4 separate regions of the Mus musculus genome follow, and all the other regions are linked to region 1. The links are chromatin contacts, called in public Hi-C and HiChIP or PLAC-seq maps. All regions are on one chromosome and are shown on one strand. The core of a region is the stretch at or near the end of the contact, and the rest is flanking DNA. Distances in the headings are between cores, read along the strand shown.

Evidence for each region. Hi-C and Micro-C count contacts between places; a contact is called where the count stands out from the background. HiChIP or PLAC-seq counts read pairs in DNA pulled down with a chosen protein or histone mark.
Region 2: a contact with region 1 is called in a Hi-C map of forebrain, with 4 times the contacts expected there. The contact joins the enhancer-like site here to the promoter of Atp2b1 in region 1. A contact is called at or near these places in 5 of 39 promoter capture datasets (the 3T3-L1 cell line, 3T3-L1-derived adipocytes, hippocampal neurons and 1 more), 1 of 15 datasets of contacts at CTCF or cohesin (the NIH/3T3 cell line), 4 of 484 Hi-C or Micro-C datasets (cerebral cortex, cortical neurons, forebrain and 1 more) and 7 of 115 datasets of contacts at active chromatin or transcription factors (differentiating embryonic stem cells, embryonic forebrain, embryonic midbrain and 4 more).
Region 3: an H3K4me3 HiChIP or PLAC-seq map of bone marrow-derived macrophages shows a contact between it and region 1, with 7 times the contacts expected there. The contact joins the enhancer-like site here to the promoter of Atp2b1 in region 1. A contact is called at or near these places in 14 of 39 promoter capture datasets (the 3T3-L1 cell line, 3T3-L1-derived adipocytes, the HPC-7 cell line and 9 more), 1 of 15 datasets of contacts at CTCF or cohesin (the NIH/3T3 cell line), 4 of 484 Hi-C or Micro-C datasets (the N1E-115 cell line, cerebellar granule neurons, cerebellum and 1 more), 9 of 115 datasets of contacts at active chromatin or transcription factors (VIP interneurons, bone marrow-derived macrophages, cardiomyocytes and 4 more) and 2 of 9 other capture datasets (adipose tissue and liver).
Region 4: a contact with region 1 is called in a Hi-C map of cerebral cortex, with 2.4 times the contacts expected there. The contact joins the enhancer-like site here to the promoter of Atp2b1 in region 1. A contact is called at or near these places in 3 of 39 promoter capture datasets (the 3T3-L1 cell line and cancer-associated fibroblasts), 3 of 484 Hi-C or Micro-C datasets (cerebral cortex and cortical neurons), 6 of 115 datasets of contacts at active chromatin or transcription factors (bone marrow-derived macrophages, cardiomyocytes, a colorectal cancer cell line and 3 more) and 1 of 9 other capture datasets (adipose tissue).

What each region holds. Positions count from the first base shown.
Region 1 is chr10:98,911,174-98,919,173 of GRCm38.p6, forward strand. It overlaps Atp2b1 (ATPase, Ca++ transporting, plasma membrane 1), which reads left to right and starts at 3,979. Exons shown (of 21, transcript NM_026482.2): 1 at 3,979-4,198.
Region 2 is chr10:98,413,418-98,421,417 of GRCm38.p6, forward strand. No RefSeq gene overlaps it. Among named protein-coding and RNA genes, the nearest start is that of Gm8633, 66 kb to the left of the region's middle. Within about 2 kb of position 5,119, at least 25 of the 459 cell types and tissues checked have an H3K27ac peak or open chromatin away from gene starts, as enhancers often do. A contact at or near this core is called in cortical neurons, forebrain, hippocampal neurons and 1 more, where this site is marked.
Region 3 is chr10:98,551,947-98,559,946 of GRCm38.p6, forward strand. Gm34297 (a long non-coding RNA gene) reads left to right here. Exons shown (of 4, transcript XR_871988.2): 2 at 2,117-2,197. Among named protein-coding and RNA genes, the nearest start is that of Gm34297, 18 kb to the left of the region's middle. Within about 2 kb of position 2,880, at least 13 of the 459 cell types and tissues checked have an H3K27ac peak or open chromatin away from gene starts, as enhancers often do. A contact at or near this core is called in the N1E-115 cell line, bone marrow-derived macrophages, a colorectal cancer cell line and 1 more, where this site is marked.
Region 4 is chr10:98,568,742-98,576,741 of GRCm38.p6, forward strand. No RefSeq gene overlaps it. Among named protein-coding and RNA genes, the nearest start is that of Gm34297, 35 kb to the left of the region's middle. Within about 2 kb of position 4,525, at least 10 of the 459 cell types and tissues checked have an H3K27ac peak or open chromatin away from gene starts, as enhancers often do. A contact at or near this core is called in cerebral cortex, where this site is marked.

The sequences.
Region 1 (8,000 bases), core at 2,729-5,228:
GGTCAGCAACTCCTGACAAATAGCACCCATTGTGTTTTTCAGATATAAAAATGTAATGTTATGTGATTCGAAGACTCTGTTTCAGGCTTATTTGTAATTTGCTCCATTTAACCCAGCAAATGGAATTGATTTGTTACTAATAGGTAACTTTTTTGTGTGGGTTTTCAGCTAAGTAATATTTAACTTATCTGTCTGTCTGTCTGTCTGTCTGTCTATCTATGCCCAGGCTAATGGAAATTTGAGTACATATATACTATGCTTTAGGAAGCATTTGATATCCCTCCACCTCCTCCCTCTCTCCACTCCTTAGCCCTCTTGTCTTATAATCAGGACTGACATATTCACATAGAAAAGTCTATTTTGGGTATGCATCTTGTTTTAAAAACATAGTACTCTTGGCATATTCATCTTGCTCCAATGCTTAACACATATGATGCTTTTAAAAATAATCTATTTTTATTTTATGTGCATTGGTATTTTGCCTGCTTATATGTCTGTATGAGGAGTTATAGTTAGTTGTGAGCTGCCAGGTGGGTGCTGGGAATTGAACCCCAGTCCACTGAGCTATCTCCCCAGCCACCCCCCCCACACACACACCCTGTTCTTTTAAAGGCAGGGTCTTCATATGTATTACAGACTGACCTGGAATTCTCTATCCTCCTGGTCTTTGCCTCCTGAGTGCTGGGATTATGGAAGTATGAAATCATGCTACACTGGGACCCTGAAGAGAATAAAGAGCCTAATGTTTCTCTTCACATTTAGTTACATTGAGGACTTTCTGCATGAGTTACACAGCTTGAACTAATCAATTGACCAGAGAGATGTCAATACAATTATACCATTATAAGGAAGGAAAGGACTGCACCTATGAAAATTGCCAAATATGTTATTGCCTCTTCAATATAACATCAAAAACAGTCACTTCTGTATCTGAAAACACATTTACAAAACTACCCTATTATTTAATAGAAAATTGTCTTGTGTTGCTTTTAATGTATACTACTATATCTCCAGATCAATTAATCCATGGGATAAATTAAGTCCAAGATGAAGATGATGCGCTCATATAATACACAGGGGCATTTCTGAGTTCAGGCAGCTCCATATTTTCTAAGGAAAAGTGCTGAAGGGTGAGCACTAGCCCAGGACCCCATGGACTTGCTGGACACCATGAGGCTTCAGTCTCATCTCTTGCACCAGAGGAAAATAAGAAACCCTAATTAAGCAACTCAGCAGTTTTACACCGAAAAGTATGTCATTTGGGGAGGTTTTAGGATGAAGCCCTGCAGGAGGGGGGAATTGAACTTCCTAAAGCTCAGCTGCTTCTATACTGGTTTCAGCTTTAATTTTGTATCTGAAGCATAAAAACACACAAATCAAATATACAGTACAATTACCCTGGCTATCTGAGAGCGAGTTTATCATATATGCAACTCACATGAAGTGCACACAACTATGTTCTGGGACATGCATGTTTTCACTTGTGGGTACATCTTTGGATACCAATAAAAATTTCACTGCAATCATGCTCTATAGTAAGGAGTTTCGGTGATTTTTCGTGAGCATATACTCTACAACATGCATCTTATGAGTTAGAATTACAGCAAACCCACAAAGTGAACAGATTCTAGTTTAGTCTATTATGGGTTTTGCTGGTGCAGCATGCAATGATTCACTTAATACTTTAATGTCAAATTCTTGATTAAAATAGAATGCATAATTCAATTTTCTATGGGGACTTCCTTGGAGAAAAGCGGGGAAGTAGCCAAGAGTTCATAAATGTGTCTGCGTTATTCTAAAAGATACTTCGGGGTGAGAAAATACTGGAAATTACCTAAATGAAATTTAATTAATTTGTTTTTCTAATTGTAGATTTGAAATAGTAGCAGGAAGGGCTATTTATTGTATCACATCAACCAATTCTCTGTGATAAACAGAGAGAGAGAAATACCCAGTGCCAGTTTTACATGTCAAGGGCACAGCTCAGAGGTTGGTAATGTCTACCCTGGTGGAAGATATAAATGGAAAAATTATTTTCAGCAGTTTTATCATGGAAAATTTGCTTTTAAACTCAAGTATTTTCTTTTCAAGCCTTTATATTATTTTAAAACAAATGCTACCCGACAGGGAACATACATAATGCAGTACTTGTCTTACCGGTGTGCTTTGGAGAAGACTATGAAACTACCAATTCTTCCAATTCAGGGTTGAAAAAAGCAAAACAAAACACTTACAGATCACTTTTTTTGATGTTTTTTTCTCAAGCTAAGTGATGCTGAAAATAACACGGATAAGGTCTAAATTGTTCGGGGGAAGGGGGAACCTTTAGTTCAAGCAGAGATTACAGAAAGATGGGACAGGATACACATCTTTAAATGTGTGGATACAGTCAAGAATATCCTTTTTTAAAGTAGAAGTAATCATGAGCGGTTTTCTTTTGAACTGGTTGGACCAGAGTCGGCTACCTTTTACCGTCTAAATACTGCACGGTACTCTGCATGATTTTTTTTTTTTTTCTTGTTCCTTTCTCCTCGGGAAAGATGAGGGCAGGATTTAAGTATTATGAATTAAAGACCCACTAGCTCGCCACAGGTAGGAAAAAAAAAAAAAAAAAAAAAAAAAAAAGCAGCAGCCGCAGCAGCAAACCCAAAAGAGAAACACGAGGACTTCAAGCGGACCTTGCGAGGCCTGCTTGCACCGGCTAGAGGACACGGTTTGGGCGCTGCAGCGGGGATCCCCGGTGTCGGTGGCCGGGCCAGCGCGCCTACAGGGCGAGTGGGCTCTCTTCCCAAAAGGGAAGGCACTTTGGCTGTCGGGCGAGTGCGTCACCGTCCGGGACAGGAGACAGGTCCGCTAGGGAGTGGGCGCCGAGCCGCTCTCCCGTCCCGTGACCCGGCATCGCCTCCACCCGGGGGCGACTCGAGCGGGACCCCAAGTGAAGGGCGTCCCACTGCGGCGGCACTCGTCGCTCTCCGGCTTCCTCACGTTGCAGGAGCCGCCGGGCCGCGCGCCCAGGCACCGGCGGTGACGGACGGAGTCACCGCCCCCTCCTCCCCCGCCGCCCCCTCCCGCGGCCCTCCCCGGCCCCGACACGTCATGGAAACACAGACGTCAGAGCCCCGACGGCCAATCGGAAGCCGCCGCAGGAGGGGAAGGGAGGGGGCGACAGCGCAGGAGGGGGCGGGGGCAGCCGGGAGCCCGGCGCGCAGGGAAGGAAGAGAGGGAGGGGCGCGCGGAGGCGCGAGTCGCCCGCCCCGCACTACAGGCCACCCTTTCCACACCGCGCGCTGCAAGTTCTGATCCCCGCCGCCTCACCCCACCCCGGGCGCGCGCTCGCCAGGCGGGGCCGCGCTCGCCGGATCCTCCCCTTAAACGCCCTCTCCGGGAAGCGCCAGTCCCGGTCCGAGCGGCGCTACCTCCGCTCGTGCGCGCGCGCGCGCCCGCCCGCCCGCCCTCAGGCTCCCCGCGGGCCGCGTCACGTGACCGCGCCCAGCCAAGGCGGCAGCGGCGGCCGCGCGAGCATCCGCAGCGGTGGCAGAGGCAGCGGGAGCAGCTGCGCTGCCAGCGTGGAGCGGGAGGCGTGGAGGTGTGGAGAAGAAGGGAGCGTCGGACCGGAACGGGTGAGCGCCCTCCTCCCCCCTTGCCTGCTCGGGCGGTCTCGCGGGTCACCCGGTGCACACCGGGCCCCTGCCCCGGAGCTGGCCGTTGCCCCTTGAGCTCCGCGTCTGCGGACCGGTGTCCCCGGACCCCGCCCCGGGTTGCACCCCGCCCGTTGCTGCTGCTGTTGCTGCTGCTGCGGACGCCGGCGCGGGGCCGGTTGAGCTGCTGTGCCGAGCGCGGCGCGCCCTGAGCGCGGCTTTGCGGAGCGGAGGAGGCGGGTCCTGCGGGGACGCGAGCGGCCACTCGGCGGCCGCCGGGCTCTGGGCGGGGGCCGGCCGGGCGCCGCCTCCTCCTCCTCCGCCGCCGCCTCCTCGCGGTGCAGCGTGAGTAGGGAGCCCCGGCTGGTGGACGCCGAGTCTCTGGGCTCCGCCGCCGCCGCCTCCTTCCCGAGGTGCAGCCGCACCTCCGCGTGGCGCCCCGAACCCAGCGAGCCGGCTGCGGGCACGTCCCGCGACCCCTCGCCGCCATCCCCCGGACCCACCCGCCTAGCTTTCCTTGATTCTTCCCCTCGGAAAAAATGGTTCCCGCTGCGGGCGAGGTGAGTGGCGGCCGGTGGCTGCCCGCGGCGGGGGCGGCCACCTGCGGGGGAGGCCGGGTGGGGCGCGCAGGGCGCGGCGGGGGTCCTGACAGCTGGGCGCGGGGTGGAGCGCGGCGGGTCCCCGCGAAGTTGGCGGCGCCGCCGGGGTTCGCTCCTGCTAGGAGACCGTAAAGGTGAGGAGGCTTCCTCTCCGCGCGCCTCGGCGCCGGGTCCAGCTCGGAGTCGCCGTCCCGGTGGCTTCTCGTCTACACCCGAGGGCTCTCGGACTTCGCGGGGCTGCCCCTGCTGCCGCCACAGCCCATCTGAACACCGGTCGCCCCTACCCCGGCATGTGGTGACCTTGAGGGCAGCGGTGCCCCGGCACTCCCTCTTCCTGCGACCCGGGAGGGTCACCCATTTAATCCCTGGCTTGGGCCCCCGGGAGGTACTGCCCGTGCAAGGTGAAGGTTTGTCGTCGGCCCCCCGGAGAGGATGGTGTGATAGATGCCTGTCAGACAGGACGGTGACTCCCGGGGAGTTGAAGAGCCGCCTGGACGCTCTCTTCAGGTCTTGAGTCTGGCCCCCCAGGATGTTCACGGGTGCTTCCGATTCATGTTTATGTACTTAGTTTAAAAGGGGGAAAATCTGCTCTGTCCTCGGAAAGGGTCAGTAAGAAAGGAGGGTGGCATTCCTATTGCGGGGGTGGGGGGGGCGGAGGTGGCGGGGGCTTCTTCTCTATTTCATCTTGCAGGAGAATTTTGTGTCTTAGCTAGTTAGCGACCCCTGGGTCTGCGCCTCGGTCTTTGCCCAGGTTGGTCTCTGCACATTTCAGTCACCAGTTTACTGCGGGACTCTAGCATTGGGAATGCTTTTGCTGTTGCGGTGATCGGACCCGCAAGGGGAAGCTGGGGCTGGTCTGCGTGGGTAAAAGGGTCTGCAGGACCTTGGTAAGGACGCGAACCTCCTCGGTAGGCTGTTTTTTTTACCCTTCCTAGGGGTTAGAGCGCTGCAGACAGCCACCTTTGGCTGCTATGCATGCTACTTTTCTGGGTTTATTAATAATCTAATGACTCCTGTCGGTATCGATTGCTGTTCCTGATAAATTAGTTATATGGATTTTTTTTTTCATACGAGTGGAGGTATATGCATGTCTGGACTGTCTGCCTTTCAACATGGAAGGCTTTGTTGTGCTTCACCTCCCCCACCTGAGGACAGTCTTACTTTAAAATAAGGTTCTTGATCCTCAGCGTAGGTGTATTTTATAATAATAAGTACTTGTAAGGACCTGGTTTGTACAAAGCGCGCATAGGGCATCCCTTTGGATAGTGGCCCATTTGAGTGAATGGAGAGCCTTCACTTGCCCTGCCACCAGCTTTCCCTAGGGAGACTCCCTGTCCTTGTGTGTGGCAGAGCCGGATTGGGGGAATTAAAAGAGGGATTGGAAGGGGGAGAATCTGCTTTTTGTACTTGTATGTTTCATTTAGCACCCATCCCTTTTTTTCCCCTTCCTGGTCAGTTCAAATTTGAAGTAAATAGAAATTTTTTTTTTTTTTTCTTGTTGAGAGCTTTTGAAAGCTGGTGTAGGAAATTGGGCCTTTTAAGCCATGTTTTCAGGGAGATGTTTTACTTTCTACCGTGCTTTGGATAAAACAGTTAAATGGCTGTCATAAAGGGTGGATCTCTGTCCCGATTTTGGCTTGGGTGTAACTGCAAAGATCTTCGAAAAGTAACTGTTATTTCCTACCATATACTCTGCAAAAGTGAGTCACATTCGGGTGAGCTGAGGACAGAGCGCCACCTTTGATCTAAAATTTTGTTATCCCCCCTCCCACCCCCGATCAAATGATGAAAATTAAGAGTACGCCTTCATAATGCTGTCGTCCTCAGCCGTGTGCCCCCTTAGAAGTAAGGGAGAATATGTCTTCATTTTTCTATAATTTCAAGACCTTGAGAGGAATTTCAGCCACTGTATGGGAAACTACGGTGTTTTGTTTTTTTAGTTGAAGCTTGAGACCTTACTTGCCATTCTGAGATGAGGGGAGGAACAAATTTTGACTCGTGTTGTTAATAAAATAAGAGGATATTGATGGTCTGGATCAACGGAGGGGTGGAAGGTAGTGCGGCAGTGTTGTCAACGTTGTTTAGCCATTCTAGCAAATTCCAGTGCCTACCAGCATGGTAGTACTTAGACTTTTTTTTTTTTTAACTGCTGAGCTATGAACAGGTTCCACAATAAACACTGAAAATTTAGTAAAATTATTTTTCTGGCCTGAATATGATATAGTAACTCATTTTTTTTTTCATTAGCTGTCTTCCATTTAACCTGCCTTTCATGGTCTCACTGAGGGCATATCATACCGTGCTTTAAGATCATCTCTAATGAGCACTTTGAGCAGGGATACCTAGACTCAAAGTTGAATGGAAACCATGTTGGAAAATGAGGCTTCTGCACACGGTTCCCCTCAGATGCATCTCATATTAAAAATAAATGGGATTTTTCAGGCTTGGGAGGGAGGGAGAGGGAGATGGAGATGCCGTAGTGGCAGCTAAGCAGGTGAGATTTCCCTGCTCTCTCTGCCTCACCGTCCTCCCTCTTCTCACATCCAAATTTTAGGTACACTATCTCTTTAGGCAGAGGATAATTTCTTATTATCATCTATAAAACACAAAAGAAAAAGATGTAGCTTTTAAGTAATGGGTAAATTAACATGGATGTTACCTAATACAGGTTTTAATTACAGACCACAAGCTGTTATTGCTGTTGTATCTGCATTTAAATTTTAATTCAACATTTGAGTTCTTCTGACTACTGTAAAGCATTAGATGTTGAGCTGTAGATAAGTAGTAAGCTATAATTAAACAAAAAATCCGTTTGAGATGATAGATTATTTATACTCTCACTGCTACAGAGCCTCCTTAAAGCCATGGAAATGGTCCTAGGTTAAAGGACATTTGAAGCCATTAAGTTGATGCATGCAGAATAATTAATATATTGTTAAACATATTTTGGTAAAATCCTCTATTTGGGGTTTCAGTTGACTGATTTCCTTGGGCAAACCTCTTAAGTTAGTTTTAAATGAAACAGTCTTTTATGTGAAACAAGTGTTAAAAGGATTTGTCACTTAGTAAGACTTTTTATAATATTGAAGATCAGAAAACATTTGACAATTTTCCTTGTAGTTTATACATATGTGGTTTCAGCTGATATTTTCATGAATTTTGTAATTAATATGGGAAACAGAATAAGGATCAGGAAGCAGAGGCTTAAAACTTGAGTTTTTGCATCTCATGTAAGAATATTTTCTTGATCAACTGGAATGGAAAATTATGTTCTGATAAATATCTTACAGAAAGATGGTATTAATAACTTATTTGGAGATATACAGACTCTGAGGTAACATTACAAGGAAAACTGTATACAAGGAGCATTTTCAAAAAGAAGTAACAATTTCTTAGCTTTTAGAGATGGTGCTTAGGCACACACACCAAACACACTGTTTTATTAAAATTTTTATTATAAAAATTACCAATGAAAATAGGACAAACTTAACTGATCATTTTAACAACTCACAGCCTATCTCTTGTTCATATCACCGTACTAGAAATAAGTCTTATAAATGGACACATTAGGTAAGTGAATGGAATCTTTTTTTTTTTAATTATTAATTTTTTAATGTTGGATTCTTACTATGTAGCCCTGGCTGGTCTGGAAGTCACTATGTTAGACCAGGCTAGCCCTGAACTCATAAAGACCCACCTGCTCCCTCCTTTTGAGTGTTAAATTGAATTCTTATGTTTAATATTTGTATCATAGGAGATACTC
Region 2 (8,000 bases), core at 3,869-6,368, 500 kb before region 1:
ACAAAGGAGTTGGCAAGGAAAGCTGGATATAGGCAAGAAGAAGGGCCTGCTAGGACCAATGAGGACAGACTGAAACCCTCATTTGGCCATAGGGTAGCCAGGAATGTACAAGAACAATTCTGCGAAGAACTTACCTCTGTTTTCTGCTAAGCACATCCAGACTCAGTGCATGTGGAAAGTAGGATGTCCTTAGAGATGTACAAGCCCTGACTGAGAACTCAACAAAGAATCTGAGAGGAGCCAGAGAGTCTATGGTACAGTGTACCTCACTGCAGAGCGATTGAGAGGAGCTAGAGTATGTGGTACAAGGCAGGGATAAGCTACCATCTGACAGGCTGTGATTTTTGCTTCACTTCTGTCCCCAAAATCTGGAGCAAATGTCTTCTGCAGTCAGTGCTAACCTAAGATCCTTCAAGGGGTAATGGGGCATTATGAGAATAGAATTCTACTTGATGCAAGTGACTACAGTCTAGATCTGTCACAAAGGAGAAGCCTGGAGACTCAGAATAATCTACTAACAGAGTGAGACAACCTATTCCAAGGCAGATAGGGAAAAGAACACCAGAACAAATACAGCTGAGGAAAACACTTCAATTCAGATTAGAGTCAGAAGCAAGGAGCTCTAAAAAAAAAAAAAAATACAGATTCAAAAAAATGTGCACCAATAGACAGGTGTTTGATTATAATTAGATATGTCTTTCACTTCTTGGTGGAAAGTAATTAAAACTTCAGGGGAAAAAAAAGAATATCTATACAAGAAACAAAGTGTAATCACAATTTACAACACTGTAGAGTTGTTAGTGATGTTTACATCACTGTAATCATTGCTCCATTGAACAGTGATTCAACACAGAAGACACACATGAAGAAAAGTGGAGGGGGGTCTGTGGAAAGCAAAGACAATTTTAGACTAAAAAGAATTCAGAATCGAATGCATTTACCTTAACCAATAACATTTCAGAATAATATGTATATTTATGTATCTACTAAGAGCAATTACATATATACATGGCAAAATAATAAGTAGTTATGCAGTGAGAGAAAAGTTTCAAGTCAGTGCAGTTAGTCTATATAATAATATAGTAGCAAGAAATCCTACCTTTCTTTCATTCCCTGCCTGCACACGCAACTTTATAATGTAAATAAATCCTAAACTAAAATATTAGCTGTGAACCTTAGTTAATAGTGATTATATTGGGCTGGAAAAATATGACTCAACATTAAGAGCACTGACTGCTATTCTAGATGACCAGGGTTTGATTCTTAGCATCCACATGATGGCTCACAACCATCTATAACAGTAGGTCTAAGGGATCCTACATACTCTTCTGGCCTCCTTGGGCAACAGGCACACATGTGATTCTCAGACATACATGCAGGCAAAACAACCCCACATATAAAATAAATAGCTGATTAAAATAGTGGCTTCTCTATGTTTGTCCTCTAATGATAAGTTTAGTATGCTGAAACATGATGTCAGTAATATGAGAAACTTTGCACAGGGTACATGTTACTTGAGGACTATATATAATGTATATACAACATTTCTAAAAATATAAAGTGGATAAAGGCTATTGAATGCTGTTTGCAGGTTCTACAAGAATAATGCAGGTGTCGTGTAAACATCTTGTTCTACAATAATGTGGCATAACAGACATTTCTTGGGTGATGTTTCACAGCTAAGTCCTTTGCCTTACATAGGGTAAGCTCTAGGAGTAGGCTGAAGATGGTTATTTAGTTCGGTTTGGGAGATTTTGTGTGTACACTGATGGGGTCTCACCATCTCCAGGACTTCCATGTAGCGTGGGCTATTCTCAGACCTACAGTTTCCTGCTTCAGACTCTCAGATGCTGTAGTTACAAGCTTGTGCCACTATCCCCAGCTTTAAGCATGTTTTTATACGTGTAATTACCATGTATTTACACAGAGTATTGTGTATTTTCTTCGGTGAAGTGTCTCTTCTCATTCTTTTCCTGCTTCAAATTGAGTTGTTTTCCTTATTGCAGGATTGTAATAGTCATTTGTAGTCTTAATTAAAGCTTTTTTTAAAAAAATAAATATTCATTTTATTAATACAATGTCCAGAGTTTGACTCTTTCTATTGTTTTAACAATATATTTTATCAGAAAAGAACTTTCTTTTTTTTTAATTCTGAAAAGCATCTTTTCTCTCTCTCTCTTTTTTTAAATTAGGTATTTTCCTCGTTTACATTTCCAATGCTATCCCAAAAGTCCCCCATACCCACCCCCCCAACCCCCTACCCACCCACTCCCACTTTTTGGCCCTGGCGTTTCCCTGTAAGGGGCATATAAAGTTTGCAAGTCCAAAGGGCCTCTCTTTCCAGTGATGGCTGACTAGGCCATCTTTTGATACATATGCAGCTAGAGACAAGAGCTCCGGGGGGGTACTGGTTAGTTCATATTGTTGTTCCACCTATAGGGTTACAGTTCCCTTTAGCTCCTTGGGTACTTTCTCTAGCTCCTCCATTGGGGGCCGTGTGACCCATCCAATAGCTGACTGTGAGCATCCACTTCTGTGTTTGCTAGGCCCCGGCATAGACTTTCTAAGCAAATGGATGGACCTGGAGGGCATCATCCTGAGTGAAGTAACCCAATCACAAAGGAACTCACACAATATGTACTCACTGATACGTGGATATTAGCCCAGAAACTTAGGATACCCAAGATATAAGATACAATTTGCTAAACGCATGAAACTCAAGAAGAACGAAGACCAAAGTGTGGACACTTTGCCCCTTCCTAGAAATGGGAACAAAACACCCATGGAAGGAGTTACAGAGACAAAATTTGGAGCTGTGACGAAAGGATGGACCATCTAGTGATTGCCATATCCAGGGATCCATCCCATAATCAGCTTCCAAATGCTGACACCATTGCATACACTAGCAAGATTTTGCTGAAAGGACCCAGATATAGCTGTCTATTGTGAGACTATGCCGGGGCCTAGCAAACACAGAAAAGAACTTTCAAATGGTAAATTTTCAGATGTCAAAGTTTCTCTAGTGGAAATAGTGTAACACAATCAGATAATTAAAGATCTCTCATAAATTAACTGATCATAAGTTTAGGGCAATAGTGCTATAGGTTATAGGGCAAATGAAGTTAGAACTTGGAAAAGAAAGTCTTTGAAATCAGTGAGAAAGAATTTGGGGGAGGCTACAGGGCTAACCACACAGAAATACAAATGGAGATCCTCTGCATTTGTGACAAGTTAAACGCACTCATGTAAAGGAAAAGGCAAAAACTCTAGACTGTGTTTAGGCTACGGTGGCACATGCCTTTGATCCTAGCACTTGGGAGGGAGAGGCAGGTGGTTCTCTGATTTTTAAGGCTAGCCTGGTCTACAGGGTGAGTTCTGGGATAGCCAGAGCTGCACAGGGAAACTTTGTCTCAAAAAAGCAAAACAAACAGAAAGACAGGAAGGGAGGAGAGAGAGAGAGAGAGACAGAGAGAGAGATCCTATTTTTGACTTGAGAAAGCCTTAAAACTGCAAACTACAGATTCAGCCACATAGAAATACAAAGGCATCTTCTTCAGACCACCATAAAAAATATTTTGAGAAAAATACAAAGCTTACATATACAAAAGAATATCACTAATTCTTAACAGCTCTTACAAATGGAACAATAGCAGAAATCAAAAAAACATTTTTAAAAAGCCTCTGAAGGGATGATTCATGAAAGAAAGGCTAAAGAGTGATGAACATAAATAAGGAGTTACAGATATTCAATCTAAAACTATAGCTATTTATCATCTGCCAGCTTATATAAGGAATATATAAACAGAAAGCTCTAGTGGTAGAGCTGCAGCTTGGTGTGGAGACATTAGCCAACCATGGTAGGGTTCAATTGCGAGAATCAAAAAAAGAAAGGGCAGTCCAAGAATCATCTCTAATGTGACAGAAAACACTATGTGATAAGAAAATTACTGTATTTTTTTAAGAAAGTCAAACAATGTATAATATAGCATTTAAAAACAAGTGGAACCTATGACTCAACAATCCTGCTGGTTAGAATTCATCTGAGGGAAATATTTGGCAGAATTAAAGGCCCCTGCCTCCTTTGAAATGGCAAAAATATGGAAAATTGAGTGTGCAGGGACCTAACTAAATTATTCAAATAACTCACTAATATAATTGCAGAGGTCAATGACACACACAATACTGGATGCAGAGGCTGCTTAGGAAACTAGTAGTTCACACACACACACACACACACACACACACACACACACACACACACACATAGCAAGCAGAAGTTTTGTTCCAGTACATACATCAAAAACACAGAATTATATGAGCCAAAATATCCACAAATATTGCTGGCAACAACATCATAGATGGCTTATTCTAACTTGTTAATCTGTACTTCCCATTTCGTACGAAGTGTAGAATAACTCCTTTGATAAAGCTTGAAAATTAGGAGGGAAAAGAGAAAAGGAATTCCCCAGTCAGAGAATGAGAGGAACGTTGAAGATAAACTTTGCCTGGATCAAGTCTTTCCAAGCCTGTTCGGAGAGAGGAACGCTGCGAGACTGCAGAGCAATCCCAGGGTACCTCTTGATGAGTCAGAAGCCTCAGGCAGGTGCTTCTCCTCTGAGAGTAACAGATGAGGAGCAAAGAACTTGACTGATTAAACGGTGATCCCACGGAGGCTATTTGACAACAAACATGTAGCTTTCCTTTTCCTTGTTTGAGATTCTGAAGAAGCCTGACATTTCTTGTCAAAAATTCACTCATCTACCATGCACCGCTAAATCTGCCTGGTGTCCTAAGTTTGAACTCATCCGACAGCATACAGAATCTGTTGACAAATCTTTCTCTCTCTCTCTCTCTCTCTCTCTCTCTCTCTCTCTCTCTCTCTCTCTCTCTCTCTCTCTCTCTCTCGCTCTCTCCCCCCCCCCACCCCCCACCCCAGGCCTTTGTGATCGGATGACTCATTCCCTGGTAGGTGGTAGTAGCTTTGCACTAAGTGAATGATTGGAAATGCTTTTGCGGCTGAATGTCTTGAAGCTAAATGATGGGTTGGGAAAGATGGGGTCAGAGAAAGAGCATAGCACTGCAGATTGTCAAATGGTGCGTGGCAGGCATCAGCCACGCCGTGCAGATGGAGAGGCTATGAATACATTTCAGGTACTGCAGTAATTAGAGCAAGCAGAAATCCACACAGGTTCCCTTGGATATTAGAATATGGTGTCAGTATTCTCAAAAATACAGATGGTGTTTCAATACACATAATAGCCTCACTTCTCACCATCTGGACCCGAGAGTCTTTTCTGCTTGGACTCTCTAATCAGTGACCATGTTTTACTGCATTAGAAACAATTAGAAGTCACATTTCTGTGCTCTCTCTCTCTCTCTCTCTCTCTCTCTGTGTGTGTGTGTGTGTGTGTGTGTGTGTGTGTGTGTGTGTGTGTGTGTGTGTGTGTGTGTCACTCCTCAGCCTCTCTGAGTTTCTTTCTGCATCTCTGCGTTTGTCTCTGTCTCTCTGTGTGTCTCTGTATGTCTCTGCCTCTCTCTCCTCTCCATTTCTGCCTCTCTTTCTCTCTTTCAGTCTCTCTGTTTCTCTCTGTATTTCTCTCTCTCTCTCTCTCTCTCTCTCAACTGATAACCTCAGTATTTCTCTGAATTTCTGTCTCTGACACTATCAGCCATTTTAGCTTAGAAATGATAGGACCTCTGGTTCTATGCACTTCTCTGCTTCTCATTTTTCATTCGCTAGAGTGTTTGTAGATGGAGTAAAGTCAGCGCAATAGCAAACGCCACGCTCTAGATCAGAGGGTAGAGACGAATGACAGGAACTTTAAAGGTGGGTGGCGTGGCTGAAGGGGACACTCCTACAGCACAGAAATCAGTGCAAAGTAATTGCTCAAAAGTCGTTCAATGGCAGGGGAAAAAATCTTTCTGATATTGATTTGTGCTTTGTTCTGCTTATGCATTAAAGAAAAGGCCAGGCTCCTGGTGCATACATATTTGGAGTGCTTCACACTACTGAGCCAACAGCACAGGCAGCCCAAAGACATTTATTCCCTGTAACTGAGTTTCTGGGGGGAAATCTACTACTAATTGAATAAGACCAATAGGAAATAAACGTGCTGCAGTAGAATTGTGTTGTTCCAAAATGATGCTTTGCAGTCTTAATCCCTGGTACCTATGAATCGGAGCTAATTTGGAAATAAAGCCTTTGCACAATCAAGTTAAGATGAAATCAAGCTGAGTCGAATGGGCTTTAATTCAATGACTTATGCCAAGTGTTGACACAAGAACACAGAGATCTAGGGAAGGACACCCTGGGATGATGGAGGCAGAGGTTTGAATGTAGCAAGTCAAGAGGTGCAAACAATCTCCAGCAACCAACAAAAGCTAAGAGAGAAAGGAAACAGACCCAGGGAAGCAACCATTTTTGCTTGCTTCATGTCGATATATATCAGTCTCTATGACTTGGAGAGAACAAATTTCTATTGTTGTAAACAACAGTTTGGGTAAAATTTTATGGAAGCTGTAGTAATCCGCTTTCAAAAAGGGTTTTTGATTAAATGAGATTCTTCTAATGACATAACAGGGTCATGGTTAATACAAGAAAGATCTCTGGCCAGCACTGCTCGTATCCACTTAACTTGGTGAACAATATAGATGATGTCATCTTTGTTTGCTTTCATCCCCTATATAAGAGAAAGAGATTTCATCTAAGCTAAAGTCATGCTCAATACCCCCTAGTTCTTAGTTTTATACATGGTTTCCTCATTACCAGTAACCAGGAACTGAAATCAGGGCCCAGGATCTGCCACCTAAGATCTTGAAGTGGTGGACTGATCCATAATCCAATCAACCTAAGGAACCACCTTGGAATCTATCAAGAGATCCTACCCAGTGATGGCTTGTATCTCTGCAGGGAAAGAAAATAAGTCTCAGAGTGTTTGCCTCCAACCCAATGCTGACAACAGAGGAAAGCTAAGTTAAGAAATAGAGACTAAAGAGATCTTTGTGATTGGTTCTATTCCCCCACACCTTAAGCTACAGTGATGCACATAAATAAAAAAAATCAATAAAATTATGACATATTTTCATTATGTTTATATCCTTGATTCACATACAGTTATATTCTGGTCTCTAGGGAAATCTCAAGTGATTGGGCTATGATTTAGGATTTGATTCTTTAAATGAGTTCCTTAGCAGAATGGCTACAGATCCACACTTTTATGACTGTAACCTACACTCTCATCGGCCAGTCCTTTCATAGATTGCACAGGGTAGAAGATCCTACTACCATGTGCTTGAATAAAACTATCCCACTAGTCACTATGATATTCCAGCCTTTGTAGTGCGAGCTGTGGTTTGATTCTCACTCCTTACTATTATAGAACAGAAGGTGTGAGGGTTACCGTTGGAAGCCCAAACTCCTTAAGACTCACTGAAACTATACTTGATGTTGTTCTAGCATAGAGGACCCCTTCCAATATACAACATTGATTTCTTTTCTCACAGTAACATACTGCAGAGGTGTACATCAGAGTGGAGGCTCTCAGTGTTCCATATAATCTGCCGAACCTGCTTTTATAGTTGACAGCCAATGGAATTTAGTGCATGGCAAAGATCATATAAATCAGCTGCAGTTTTCAAATTTGTCCTCAGTGATTGAGTATAATTGAGGATATGGTGGTATGGATTCATAGCTTAACTGACAGACATTGCCAAGAGAAGATATTCATCATGAGTCTTATTATTGAAAATGTCATCTATTTTTTTCTATAATATATATTCCATAAAAATGTAATCAATAATTGTCTCCATCACTGAGATTTTCTTTTAATTTAATCAAAACTCCAGTTTTTAGCCAAAGCATTAAAAAGAAAAGAGAGGTGTGGTTCTTGGTCTTGGTGGTCTAAGCATCATAGCTTAAGTTTACTTTGTCCCCAGCCTGTGCTGACAGAAAGACTATGTAAAGAGACTTTCTTGGGTGAGCTTTATTGATTTTTCAGATA
Region 3 (8,000 bases), core at 1,630-4,129, 360 kb before region 1:
GTTTCTGTTCATTCATGAAGTCCCAGCACTGGGTTGGGGGGAAACAGGAAGACCCTGAGAGAGAAAAGACAACTGATATCTTACCTTTGCAGGGATGATCACACCTGCACACTCATGTGAATGCGATTGTCAAAATATCACACTCCCAGCATCTAGCACAGGCTATATGAGCCTTTGTCAGTTACTAAAAATAAGTATTATGTTTATGAGGAAAAACTTAAACAGTGCTGAAGAAGAGAAGAATAAAAATTCAGTGGACATTCCGGGGATTAAGTAGATCCAACTTTGCACATATCAGTTAGTTCATTTTTAGTAAACTAGAATTTCTAAAAACCTTGATTACCTAACCCTGTTTACCTAGTAATACATATTATATCTGATATTTAAGAAAGCTGATACATTTAAAATAAGTATTCCATTGGTCTAATTCTTTCTTTAAATAAACAACCAGAAAGCTTGGGTGGGTTCCCATCAATGGCATGACTTATTCCTTATATAGTAGTTCAATACAGGAGTGAAAGGTAATCCAAAGTCACAAACACCTTCCATCTGAGGTCCATGTGATCTGTTTGGGCCAGAGAGTCTTTTCCTCACACCAAAATAATGGTGAAAGAGAAAGTAAAGAGTGTTCATGAATGGAGTGAGGACCCAGCAGTTGCTTGGGTTGTCCCTATCTATCACTACCACTATCCCTGCCAAGTACATGTGTTCAAATCCAAAAATCTTAACATGACTTCAGTAAGAGATAAAAATGCTAGGAGATTCCTAGATCGTAGGAGTGGAACATTACTAGATGAGATTAGTGCCCTGTTAGAAGAGAAAGAATCATGTGTGTGAGGAGAAAGCCTAACAAGGAATAAGGACAGACCTAGCCCATGAACTCCACAATCTCTAAAGATATCAGCATCCCATTTCAATTGTTTAAAATCTACCCAGTCTCTAATCCAGAAGCAGTCCTGAAGACCCAAGATATATTCCAGCAGCAAGAAGTAGTAGACACTGGTCTCTATCTGGATGTACCTCCAGACTAAGCAGTCTGTCACTGAAACAGTGCCATCTTAGAGAAATAAGGCATGGATCTTAGAAAGTGAGCTAACTACCTTTGCTCTGTGTTATTTGTAATAGGAGTATGGTCCCTTCAAAGATTACTTCTAAATGACTCAACCAATCATAGTTCTAGATTTCCCAGTTTTTACTGGGTCTTATCTCTGTCTTGTACATGAAATTTGTATGAGTGCTTTCAGGTTATAATGTCAAGTTACTGACATTTCCATGTGTGTGTGTGTGTGTGTGTGTGTGTGTGTGTGTGTGTGTGTGTGTGTCCTTTCTCTAAGCAGAGTTGTAAAATAGCTAGAACATTCTCAGTTATTTTGATTTTAGAGAACTGTCTTGCTTTTCATCCTTACCCTCAATCTAGGATCATGGGGAACCTTCTATTTTTATTCTGTGTTGCATAAACTCAAAATGAATGGTCATGATACATTCAAATTGTAATGCTAGTCACTGTCTTCTAAGGGCTTGATCCATCTCAGTTTACCTCAGGTGGACATCAGCTTTGGTGTCCATTCTCCTTGCTCTCTAGTCACATTATAGCACCTTCTTTTCAGCTCTTTAAAAAACTTTTATGAACTCAGCATTTGTTCCTCCATTGTCAGGTTTTTTCTTCCCCCACCGTTTGTGGAAGACTGTCCACTCCTCCTTGTCTTCTTTATAGCAGATTTATATATCACCTAGCTTCTTCATTATGCTTGACTAATTTTTTTGTCAGAAAAAAATATGTGCTTACTGGGGGTGTGGGGTCTGGAGACACATCTCAGCAGTTACAAACATTTGATAATCTACTAAGGGTCCTGAGTTCAGATTCCAGAACCCATAAGGCAGTTCACAGGACCCTCTAACTCCAGGCCTAGGAGGTTCAATGCCCTATTCTGCACCCCATGAACACCCACATGCAAGTGCCATACACTCATACAAACACATAAATGAAAGTAAATCAAGTTTTAAAAAAATCTAACAATTTCCATGATTTCTAAGGTTCTGTAATCATAATTGCACACACTGCATTACAGAAATGTCATTTGAATAAAGTTCACTTATATTTCCTCATATTAACAAGATGTCACCTGCCTTGAAGATTCTCTTCGGCCGGGGCTGGAGGACCTGAGTTTAAGTTCCCTGAATTCAACTGAGAACACGGGTGAGTGTGGTGCTATGCACTTGCAATCTTAACAATAGCAAAATGGGAAGGAGAAACAGGCAGATCCTTGGGCGCTGTGGTCCAGCTATCCTGGCCCATGTTGCAAAGCACCTGGCCAATAAGACAACCATCACTGAAGATTATCCTCTGATGTCCAACATGCTCAAATCCTCAATACTCCAATACTCTCTCACACATGCATGAGTGTGCACATATACACACACACACATACACACACGGGGGGGGGGCAGGGGGCGGGGGTCCTGCATTAAAATATCAGTCATCCATACATATAGAAATAGGCTTTATAATTTTTTGGTCTTCCCTAATACATCCTGTAAATGAAATGTACTCTGTTAGAAATCAGTCACTAAGCATATATAGAAGCAGGGACCACTGCTGGGCAGGAGGTAGAAATGGATCTGGTCAGACCCATTACTGCTCTGGGAAGCACATGCCCTCATGAGGCTGAGTCACGCATTATGACCAGTCTATTTTTACATCTTTACTTTCATGGTCCGGATGAGTCTGGTCTAACTCTATTACAATAATTTGAACACTATTGTTTAAGTCCATTACCATTCACTGTTGTTGAGATAAATGTGCTATGGTCGTATGGAAAATATCTAAAAATACTGTCCTTGAATGATAATCAAAAAATATGAAGTCATTTTCTATTTCTGTAAGACAGACAACTGCTCTCTATCAGGAGAGGCTAGTGAATATCAGTGCTTAAGAAAAACAACACCTAGTACTTTCTTTGATCTATGTTCATCTTATATCTTTTTTCTTTTGCCAGAGCTGGGAAAATTTCTCAGTTGTGTATAGAAAGAAAGACAGGGACAGAGATGTGTCATTGGTGACTATGTGGCATAATCAAAGCTCTGATCCCGTCTTATGTAAATTTTCCACAAAGTTCATGGGCATTTTACCTCTAGTATGATGCCCAGAGCCAAGGTCAGACTCTAGTCCTCATTTGGTAAAAATATTATTTAAAATTCAGTTTAGTTGACAAATACAGAAAAGTCACCTATGACACACTGCTAGAAAATCTGCTAGGAAAGGCAGCAGTGATGAAATGTAGAAAGTCCTTATAAAAAGAAAAATGCATTCTTTTAATATTGCCTTTTAATTTGTCTTATATTCTGGCTGCTGAACCTACCTAGGGACACGCCATGCTGTGGGAGAGCTCTGCTGCTTACGTCATCCCATCTTAAAGCTCTGCTCTTTCAACAGCCACATTGAAGGATTAACTCCTAATGTGTAATGAATTGTCCTCCCTTTAACTTTAAAGAATCACCTTCAGGTTCAAGTTCATTCAAGGCCTACTCCTTAGCATAAATGCACCATCAGTCTTGATGTCCTAGATGGTTCCACTCAAGCTTGAAGACTTCTTAGTCTTATTAGACAACCTTACTTTTGTTTCAAATCATATGTAACCTCATCTATGCAACTGTGTGCAAGTTGCTACGGCATCCTTTCCCTTCTGTGATTTGTGGAGTTTAGGTCTAAGTATATTATTTGGTATTTTATATCATCATCTTTTCCAATCTATTTATAGGAACTTCAACTATAGAGGTTTCTGTTTTTCTAGCAGTGGACAATTGGTTTCTCATAATATCGGTTGATTATTTTTAAAACATAAAATCAGCTCTACATTCACAAACATTGAACCATTGCTTTATAGATTAATTTGCTGGGTAGAACATTTATTTTCAGGGACTGCTGTTTATTGCTGATAAATATAGCTGCTGATTTAAGCTCTTTACCTGGCTCTAACCCTGCTGTGAGATCTTCTAAGGCAAGAAGCTTTGGAGTGACATAGTCAGGTAGCGCACTGAATGCATTTAGCAAGCTCTTACTGCAAGCACCATGATCAGATAATAAAGCAACTGCTGTAACTCAAGGTCAAATGATCCTTAATCTAAAAACAATCTCTAAATGACATAAGAAGGGCTTTAACTTCAGCATCCACTGCATTTGAAGCTGTGTTTCATCTCTCTACAGAATAAAGTCAATAATATGAGAATCATAAACCAAACAGGGCTGCAAATCCTCTTAGACTACCTGCTGGAAAGCAAGTGAGGGGCGGAAGCATTGTTTCCAAATGTCACAAACGCGAAGAACTGAGAAGACGGTTCATAGGTTGATCACTGTATGTGAGCAGTAGCCAATGTTATTTAATGAGGGATATGTTCTCCACTTATTTCCTGAATCTTCAATTGAGTGTTCCAGGAAACCAGCTTAGTAGAAAAGGCCAAAGATATGCAAGGTTAAAATTAGACGTAGCCATCATAATTTAAATCAGATCATTTGAACCTTTGTTTTTTTTTTTTAATATTTTTATTACGTATTTTCCTCAATTACATTTCCAATGCTATCCCAAAAGTCCCCCATACCCTCCCCCCTACTCCCCTACCTACCCATTCCCACTTTTTGGCCCTGGCGTTCCCCTGTACTGGGGAATATAAAGTTTGCCTGTCCAATGGGCCTCTCTTTCCAGTGATGGCCGACTAGGCCATCTTTTGATACATATGCAGCTAGAGTCAAGAGCTCCGGGGTACTGGTTAGTTCATAATGTTGTTGCACCTACAGGGTTGCAGATCTCTTTAGCTCCTTGGATACTTTCTCTAGCTCCTTCATTGGGGGCCCTGTGATCCATCCAATAGCTGACTGTGAGCATCCACTTATGTGTTTGCTAGGCCCTGGCCTAGTCTCACAAGAGACAGCTATATCAGGGTCCTTTCAGCAAACACTTGCTAGTGTATGCAATGGTGTCATTGTTTGGAGGCTAATTATGGGATGGATCCCTGGATATGGCAGTCTCTAGATGGACCATCCTTTTGTCTCAGCTTCCTAGCTTCACCTATGCCTCTCATTACTGAGAATCTTAAACAAAAATAATTCAATGCTCCCATTTCTGTAATGGGTTTTATTTCCCTGAATACTAAGTACTTTATTGTAGCATGCATCCCAATAATTAATGGAAGGAAGCAGTCATTTGTATGCCTTAAGAAAACAATGGAATTTCAACATCAATTCATTAGGGGCAAAGAATCTATGCAATAATACTTCTTAGACTTCGGTGTGCACAGCATCAACTGGGAATCATGTTTTTAAAAATGTAGCTTCCTGGTCATCATCTTTTGAGGCAGCCTTGGCATTTCCAAAACACATTCAAGCATGCCAATTCATAAGGTTCAATGAACCTTCTTTATACAGGACTTCTAAGTGGGGGATGAAGATGAGGGAAGCTTGAAAATAGGTTTTCTGATTTGCTTCTTCATGCTCTACTCTTATTGATATACACAAACATACCAAACCTCTTTAGAAAAGAAGCTAGGCAGTGTGTGGTTTATCCTTTTGAAATACAAAACACAATGCAAATGCAAAATAATGACTGTTACAATTTTTTTTCTAAGCTTTGTGTTAACTATGGATTCACCATTGATTCACTCAAGGACTGTGTCTACTCTTCTTACTGAGGCCAGTCAACAAGTATAAAACCCCAAGACGACTGTGAAAACCTCAATATAACAAATGGCAACACTCAGGTTCCGTCTGGTTCAGAAGTGATCAGGCTCAGAAGTAATGGAACGAAAACAGTGTTTTAAGTTGGGGATCCACCCAGAGTGATGTTTTCTCTTTGTTGAGCTCAGGAATTAGCATATGTACTTAAAATGCTGACTCAGACTTTGGACAGGCCATTTGCTTTTCTGAGTTCAAACTACGTTAAAGCTTTTAATAAAACTCTGGGGGAAATTCCATTGCCATACAACGAAATTCCATTACGTACGGTTGGTTTTGGCTTCCGAGTTGGCAGTAAAACATAGCAAGTGACGTTTCCTTTCATTTTGTTCCTGAGGCTTGGCTACAACATTACTGTTTATATGTTTCTCAAGGATAGTATTTCCACTTAAAAATATTTCTAATTTTGTTCTTCAAAAAGTTCTAAATATAGGTACACTCTTATTATTATTATGCCATTGTGTGTTAAAATTAAGTAACAGCAATTATCTTGGTTAACAGTAGCCATAAATATGTTACACTTATGGTGTTTAAAATACTAAGGAACAATCTTTTGGTAGAAAAGTTTGGTTTTCCTGAAGTCCTGCATGAGGTTAAACGTGCAGTCATATTTCTGTGAGAACCAAAATCTCACCCATCAACAGTGTTTTAATATTTCTTAATTGTATAAAACATCACACACCAAAATGAAGCAGATCTAAAGTCCATACAACTGAACAAACACCTATAAAGTTATAATGGGCTCTTGAAACAGAAGCTGTGGAGCTTTGCATTAAATTTTATACTTTCAGTATCAGATATGTTTTATGTATCTATCTACTGCCAAAGGCAAAAAAAAAAGAAAGAAAGAAAGAAAGAAAGAAAAGAAAAGAAAAGAAAAGAAAAGAAAAGAAAAGAAAAGAAAAGAAAAGAAAAGAAAAGAAAAGAAAAATCATGGCAGAATTAGAAACAGAAAACAATTGACTCCATATCTTGATTCAAAGCTCGTGTCAAATAGACCTATGGCAGCACTCCTCTGCCAGCTGCAGCTAGCTCCAGTTCTACTGCCTCCTAGAATGGAGAGTCTTCAAAAGTTCCACATGGGCACTTGTGTAGATTTGAACAGGTTTGAACATGTGGTATGCTCAGTCAAACCGAAGACCTGTCACAACTAAAACTGGGTTGTCCTCACAAGAGACATTACAATTGGAAAGGAGTTTTGAAACTCCAACCTATGGCTCCACTTATTTTAAACATTACTTGACAGCACATATTCCCAATACAATGAGGGAAAAAGAGATGTTTTGATTTTGCAATCATTGAAGTAAGCTTTGATCTATTTTAATAGAAAAAAGAATATGTTCATTGAATATATTTATTTTTTATTTCCCAGTCTCTTTTAGGGGTTTCAAAGCAAATGAATAGAGAAAATAAGAGGCAGAAAAGCATAGGTAAGGCTAAGCATGAAAGTAATGGAGAATGTGTCTACTAATTTACACCAGACAATAATTTAGGAGACAGTATAATATATCAGGTTTTAACTGCTTGAATATTATTATACCAAACGTAATTTAGTGCTCAAACAAAAGTTCAATTCCACTCGTAGACATTTTTTACCTTGTCAAAAAAGATTCATAAAAAGGTCTTTCCTCCTGAATGTACCATACTGTACAAAAGGATTATTATTTGGTAGATATAAAAAAAGATATATCCCTTTGCAAAACTCTGAAGTCATGAATAGCAGAATCATAAAGAGACCCTGGAAAGAGATAAAAGAGCATCAGATTAGTATTGGTGCTAGAAGCTGGAGGAGGTAGCAGTTTGTAAATTATGCCTTCCAGATCAGTAGAAAGTATTAACAATCTCTTTGTGTAGTCAATCCCAAATCTAGCACAGGTAAAAGAATAAGTCTTTGTGTGTGATGAAAGTTTGTCTAGCTAGATTCCGGAAGTCATAAACAGCCAAAGACAAAGCCCCAGAAACATATCACTAACAACTTTACCCTACAAGAAACAGAAATAATAGTAATTACTTCCCAGAACATAGTATTGACTGCTTATTAGTGCCGGTTGACAAGGTGGGAATGACAGAGTCCTTTGGACCCAGAAGAGCAGTCATAGCACTTACAATCTTTGAAAAGTAAAATTCTGTACATAAACAAAGCTAGAGATGCCCTCCAGTCTATATACCCACTTAAGAGGTTCACAGCGAATACAAGTATTGCCTCTTGTTCAGCCACTACAAAAGCACATAGCTCTAGGCTTTTAGCCTCACAGACCAGAGGGCCTAACCATGG
Region 4 (8,000 bases), core at 3,275-5,774, 340 kb before region 1:
AAAGCTATTATTTCATAATATACTTTCAAAAGTAAAAAAAAAAATAGTAAAAACTTGTCATTAGTTGCCTCCTTTAGGTCTTGAGTATTTGACCTTGATGGAGGTAGGTATAAGAAGAAATTGAACATTTCACAGCTACAGTAAACTGTCTTGCACTACATCTCTTTATAGCTACAGTGTCATTCCCATAAGACTGCTTACCATAAACAACCAATGAGTGTGTTCACATTATACACTAGTTTAATAAATAAATAGACATATTGTTATTGTGGAATAAACTCCAATTTGACAATTCAAAAGTTTGGTTATATCAATCTGCGTTTTTCTTATGTGGAGTAATGTCCATGATATATTACTAAGTCAAAAAAATAAGTTTCCAGGTTGATATGTGTATTTGTGTTCACCTGGAAGAACAAAAGACTACATGAGAAAAAAAGCATAAATATGGAAGATTGGCAACCACACTTTAGAAAAAAGTGCTAAACTATGGGACAAAAGCAAACCATTTGGTAAAAATTAACATTTGCTCAGAATGAGTATTCAAAGTTCCTTCATAAGTATTTTCCACATATATTCAATTCATTTAAAGCCAATTATTCCTTCTTTTCTGTATTTATAGTAAGGGAATCTGCAACAACCAGTCAAACACTGTTGGATTGGCTGAATGCACTTGGTTACAATAGCATTTAAATGTGGTTCATATGGGTAGATTAATAACATATGCATTCTAAATGAATATTTTAAAATAATCTAAAGACATTCATAGTCGCTGTCTCTGGCTGAATCATGAATGCACTTTTGTTATTGTGCTTGTCTATGTTTGTTAATGAGTATGTGATGCCTTTTTAATGAAGGCCTGAAAGTTAAGGAAAGAGAATTGGAACACAGAGAATGGAGAGAAGAAAATGGCCTTGGAGGACACTTTTAAGAACTATGTCAGAAAATGCTGTGTGAATAAAATGACTTGAAATGTGTGTGGCTGTTTCTGAAATATGTCTCGGAAATCTTAGTCCACAGTTGCCGGAGGAACTGAGTCATACAGTCACAGGAATCTCTTCATGATGGAGGGGAATGAATTCCGGGAGATAAAAGCAGGTTGGTGGAAAATGGCTCCGAGGGATTTGTTCTCTTCTGTGTATGAGCTGAGTTCAGTTCAAGACTTTTTGATTATACATGAATATGGGAATATATTCTCATGGGACTTAAAGGGTATTTTATACGGGATTAAAGCCAAGAACTCCTTTTCCGTTTGAACGACCTCCCTGGAAACCAGCTCTACAGTTCCCTACACTGCACAGAGTGGAAAGCACACAGGAAGCAGGTGGGGATGCACTGGTGTGTGTGTGTGCTTATGCGATGGCCAGTGCCTTCTTTGGAAAGTGATTGGTATTCCAGTGTTATAAACACAACACACAAAATTATGCTGTCAGCACTAAAATTCCTGCTTTCCCAGGCCATCCATCATCCTGCTGTAGGGCTCTAGAAGACCCTCTTTCTGCCACCCCAAAGCCTAGCAAACCAGACAGAAAGCCCGGTTTGTTTTCCTTTTTGGCAGGAGATAATTGTACATATTTGGGGGTGTGGTGTGATAATTTAGTAGATGCAATATTGGATCAGATCCAAGCAATTAGCTTTCCTGTCTCCTTATATCCATAATCTCATTGTATTCAGAGTCTTCAGATGCCTTTCTAATTTGTCACCAAAAGACACTATCGGCTGTTTTTAACTGCGGTCGCCCCCACAGTGCTATGGAAACATGAGAACTTACTCTCAGTATCTAACTGCATCTTCTCACCCTTCTGTGCCCACTAGCTCAGTGGTTCTCAACTCCTTTGGGAGTCAAACGACCTATTCGTAGGAGTCACCCAAGACCATCAGAAAACATAGATCTTTACATTATGTCCAATAATAGTAGTAAAATTTCAATTGTGAAGTAACGATGAAAATAGTTGTATGGCTGGGGATCCCCACAACGTGAGGAACTGTATGAAAAGGTCACAGCGTTGGGAAGGTTGGGAACCACTGACTGCGTTAGCTTATTGTTGTTGCTCTTTCATTTTAGCCTTTGGAATCAAGTTGTTTTAGCTTACATAAGTGGGGACGCATAGTATTTGTTATTGTATAGCTGGCTAGTTTTGCTTGGCACAGCATCTTCCAGTTCAATTGTTTTGGGGCAAATTGAAAGATATCTTTCTCCTTTATAACCAGACAATTGCTTACTATATAAGTGTGCCATCTTTTCTGGATCCATTCATCCTCAAATAGACACTTAAAACCTGTAGATTGACTATAGGCGTGCAGTAGCACACTAGAACATGCATAGATTTCTTTAACAATATTACTCCATTTTCTTTGGGTATATATATCCAGAAGTAGCATAGTTTATTTTATGCTATTTCCAGTTTCAGCTTTCTGAAATTCTCTTACTTTTTATACTAATGACTGTATTAATTTGTACTGATTCCACCAGTGCTGGAAGGTCTCTTCTCCCTACATTCTTGCTAGCAGCTGTTTCTTTGCCTTAAAATGATAATAGTGATATTACTAACTAATAATATCATTAATATTAATAATCATAATAGACATTTTGACTAAGATAAGATCTCATTGTGTGGTTTTGATTGGTATTTGCTTATTGGTTTCTGTGACTGAGCACTTTTTCACATTCGTATGGGTCATTTGTGTCTACTTTTAAAAAATATTTATATTGTACTCATGACTTATTCACATATCTATGCACCATATTTATGAAGTGCTCACAGAAGTCAGAACGCCATCTCCTGGATCTCTTGATACCACTAGTTGTGAGCCTCCTGATATGGGCACTGGGACCTTTTCTAGACCACAAAGTGCTCCTACCTGAGTCCTTGTCTCCATTCCACTAGTTTCCCAATGTCCCTTGTTCAGTTTATCAAAGTACTCCTGTCCTTTTAGAATGTGGACATTTGCTATTTGTCAGATAAATAGTTCACAAATATTTCCCCTATCCTTTGGTCTTATTGTCTGTGCTCTTAGGGTCTTATCCAAAGTATATTTGCCTATACTGATAAATTAAAGTGTCCCCTTGTGTTCGAGTCTAGTGGTCTAATAATTCTGGTTTTACAGATGTGGATGCTCGCAGCCAACAATCAGACTGAGCACAGGGACCCCAGTGGAGGAATTAAGGAAAGAACTGAAGGAGTTCAAGGGGCTTTATCTGGAATCAATGGGAAGGGAGCAGGCTGTTGGTCCTGTGAAGGCTCGATGCCCCAGTGTAGAGAAATGCTAGGGCAGTGAGGCAGAAGTGGATAGGTGGGTGGGGGAGCACCCTCATAGAAGCAGGGTAAGGTGGGGATGGGATAGGGGCTTGCAGAGGGGAAACTGGGAAAGGGGATAACATTTGAAATGTAAATAAATAAAATATCCAATTTAAAAATAATAATAATTCAGGTATTCAATAGTTAAATACTTCTAATCTTTCCAGAGCCATATATTGAAGATCCTGTCTCTTCTCTAGTGTGTATTTTTGGTACTTTGATTCAAAGAGGAGTAGCTATAAGTGCCTGGATTTATTTCTGGGCTCTTCATTCTGTTTGTTCATTTCTATGTTTGTTTTTGATGCCAGAACAGCTATGTCCTAGTTACTGTGTGCCTGTAATGTGCCTTGATACCCGATATGACAACACCAGGTTTCTTCTTTTCTGGGCAAAATAAAGAAATGGGGGGAGGGGGCATAAGTCTGTATAGTATGTGAATCTTTAGGCTCTTTAAAATAAGTTTTAAACAGAATTAAGAAATAGGTAACCTGGCAATTTTATATTATTCCTTGTAAACACCCTTAGTTCCAGGAAGATTGATGTGTTAAAGAGTCCACTCAGAAATAATTCATAAGGAATGTTAAGAAAATTAAATTTGATCTCTGCCTGGGTTTCCAAGAAGCACAGATACAAGACAAAATGGAAGCTTCCATTTTAGTGACCCAATATAAAGTTGTCAGGTTCCGAAATAAGCTGTGAGTCCGGTGGGCAGCAGTTTCTAATTAAGTGTCCTAGAGCTGGTTCAAACGCTCTAGACTCCCTAAGACATGATTTTTTGAAAGGTTACAGAAGTAGTAACTAAGGATAAGATTTGTGGAAGACAACTTAACTTTGAAGAGGGTTGCCTCCGTCCAAAAGACTCCCCCCTCCACCAACAGCCCTTCATACCTCAGAAGCTAAAGTTCTTCCCCTTTGGGCTCAAGCCAAGAGAATGAGATTCAGTAGTACTTCCTGAGTCTCAGAGTGAGCACTTGTATTAAAAAAACACGTGACACTGATTTGGACGGATCTGGAAGTCACCAGCGAAGGTCAAGGGCAGAGAAATAAGAGCGGTCCTGCCAGGCTGGAGTTTACCTGCTTCCCCCCCCCCCCCCCCCAGCCCCCTTCGGTTCGCAAAAAGACCTTGCTCTCAGGGGGGAAAAAATCTCTGCCAAGTGTCAGTATGGCAGGAGCCACCCCACATCCAAGCCCTGAGGCAGGATCTGAAGTGGCTGCGGAAAGGGACAGCTGCATCCTTTGAATCTGTGCTGAGACTCCAGGAAAAGCTCAGAAAAAGAAACGGCACCAGACTGCCCAGGAGACAAAACTAACGTTTGATGTTCTCTGGGAACATCAAGGCGTTTCACAGGCATAAGGACAGGAGAAGAGCATCGCCCTCATACCTCTTAGCGCCCTCATTCTCCTGCCCCGCATTGAAAGAGATCAAAACCACGGACACATGCAGTTGCTGAAGAGCATAAACAAGCTGAAGAAAATTTTTCAGCTACACTCCTCCTAAAAGGCTGCTTTCCCACAGCCAGCCAACGCTCACAGGATGAGGAGAAAGGAGTCCTACCTTTGAATGTGGATCTAGGGATTGATATTCTTATTATCAAATTTAGCTGTTATTTAAATTTTGAGCATAGCCAGAGAACTCTGCATGGTCTAAAACTACACAGAAAATTCGGGGATTTAGCAGATTTTTTTTCCTGTAGAAGAGAGAGAATTTCACTCCTGAAATGTTTGGAGAGGGTTTGAAAGTTTGAAAAGCAAACCCTGCAATTTGATTATATCCCTGCCCCTCCACCCCCAAAGATTGCCTTGTCCAAAGTAACTATACTTACCAGAGGTGACTGTCACGTTCTGAGTAGAGCTCAGAGAAGGAAAATGCTATATGATGGTCCTCAAAGAGTTGTCGAAAGACTAATCAAAATGATGAAGGACCGCAACCATCCAATCTCACAGAGGGCAACACAAGGAGCTCTGGCTGTTCATGCTGGGAATTCTGGGTAAGAGGCAGCAGCTCGTTTAACCTCTGTAACCAGGCTTACACGTAGAGAACCATCAGAAAACACATTTGTTCTTGAGGGCTTGACACCAACGAACGCACAAATAGTCCAGGATGAAGAAACATGTGTGAGGAAAGTCTTTCAAGACTAATAATTTTAATAGTGTTAGGTGGATTTGCATGGTCACATATTTACCATTGCTGCTTGTTTAGGCAGAGGGTAAATGACATTTGCCATGTTCCTCACATTGAGGACCACTAACCACTCTTAACTGTCATAATCCAGTTTGCCAAAAACCCCGTCCTCCTGAATGGGCCATTATATTAGAAACGAATTCACTCAACACCATAATGCACCAAATGATGGTTTGCCTCTTGAGCCCATCTTAGTTTTAGTTTGTCTTCATAAAGAAAGTGGTTAAAGGAATAACCCATCAATCACTGCCCTGCTTCCCTGGGGTCTGAAAGGGAGAAGACGTAAGCATGAACAGTGCATCCTTGGATGTCTTCCTTTAAATGTCTCCCTGAATGCAGTTCACTATTATTTTATTTTAAGTAGCATGCTTGTAGCTCACCCAGTGGCTTCTTCTCACACTCCACCCATTCATTCATTCTGCTTCTCAGGTCCTGCCACATCCTGCACAGCTCCCGGGATCTAAAACCCAGCTCGGGTGGTGAGGGCATGAAGGTAAGACAAGCACGGAGACACTCAGAAAAGCTGCGATCAGATGGAGATGGCCTGGGCTCTCAGATGCAGAAAAGTCAAAGTCGGCCACTTGGAAGGTTGGAGTGTTTACTGCACACAGCTGAACGGATGAGATTATTATACATAGTTATTGTTACATGGAGTTAAACAAGGAGACAGAATGACTACATACAGCTGAACAAGAAGGCAGGCTTAGCTAATCTCGCCTCTGTAGGAGAGCAGTCTTCCAACTATAAATGTCTGAGGGGAGAAAGCTATGGTGGACGTTTTCTGCACACACTGTTTGACTCGAGGGCTTTGATGCTCCAACGATGCAGAGGCATCCATCAGTCCTGGACATTCCAATGCTCACAGCTAACAGAACTTCTCTCACTCCTACAAGTACCCAATTGTTACACTGGTGTCGGAGTATGAATAAATGATGTTTTCTGCGTTATCTGGATGCTAAAGTCAAACCCCACCTCAACCCTTTACCTACCTTGGCAGCATCTGGGATAGAGATGCATGATTTAGTACTTTAAAAGAATCAAGGTATCACTTTTTCCCCAGGGACACTACAGGGAAAAGGACCACAAAGTGACCCTAAGGTGTGGTAGACTTATCGCAGCAGCAGATTTTACTGTGAGAAACGGCCAGAGGTGAAGTTTTCCTACACCACTCCTATATGTACAAGTCGTGAATCGTCAAGTCTCAATCTCAGAGAAATAACTCTGGCAAGGAAAAGCAGTGCCTAGACTCCCAAGAGATTCGGTGCTACCAAAAAGAATAGTAGTTGTCTAAAAACAAAAACGAACAAACAAACAAAATGGTATACTCTCCCATGATGAGAGCAGTTGACACCAGTGGTTTGGAGACTATGATAAAAAAACAAAAACAAAAACAAAAAACAAAAAACAAAAAACCAACTATTTATTTAAAAAGAAAGAATTCTTGCCATATGGTTAGCTTTAAGAAAATTTTCAATGGCTTCTATCCTAGGAAGGATAGAAGCCAAGCCCCCACCCCCACCCCGCACGCGCCCCCAGGCTGGCACTTACCATCCCTCCTTGTTTGGAGACTGCTGCTGCTACAGTGATTTCTCTATAACCTTCAATTCTACTTTGCCATTACTTACCTGAAATTCTTTATCCCAAGACACAGTTAGATCAGCCACAACTTACCTCTCTCTCTCTCTCTCTCTCTCTCTCTCTCTCTCTCTCTCTCACTCTCACTCTCTCTCTCCTTCTCTCTCTTTCTCTCCTCTCTCTGTCTCTCTTTGTCTCTCTATCTCTCTCTTTCTCCCTCTGTATGTGTGTGTGCATGTGTATGTGCATATATACTTCTGTGTCTGTCTCTCTGTCTGTCTGTCTCCCTGTGTATCTACCTCTGCATATGTATGTGTGTCTATCTCTCTGTGTCTACCACTTTGCCCTGCCCGTGTATCTGTCATATTTGTTCCTGTGTCTGTGTCTGGCTGATTGGCTGGCTCTCTCTCTCTCTCTCTCTCTCTCTCTCTCTCTTTCTCTCTCTCTCTCTCACTGTATGTGGGGAGCAGAGGTTATAGTTAAATGTATACAAAATAAATGTTATATAGTACAGAACTTTATTAATATTTATCTCATTCAATTGAAATTATTAGATTATACATAACTACATAGTCCCTTGTTAAATCGAAAACTCCTAAAAGATAGGAACCATATTCTTACAATGTAAAGTATAATGCTAAATAGATGAGCTAATGAGTGAACTGAAAGGATGGATGGATGGATGGATGGATGGATGGATGGATGGATGGATGGATGGATGGATAGATGGATAGATGGATGGATGGATGGATGGATGGATGGATGGATGGATAGGTAGATGAGTGGATAGATAGATGAATGCAATGGAGTATTTTTGTGTCATTGGCTATAAGCACCATTAGCCAATTCCCAGTCATAATACTTTTCCTAGTCTACAATATTGCCTTTATTTGTAAAAGCATGATTCTACCAGGAAAACCTTAAAGACTGTTCTTTCTTGGTATAGA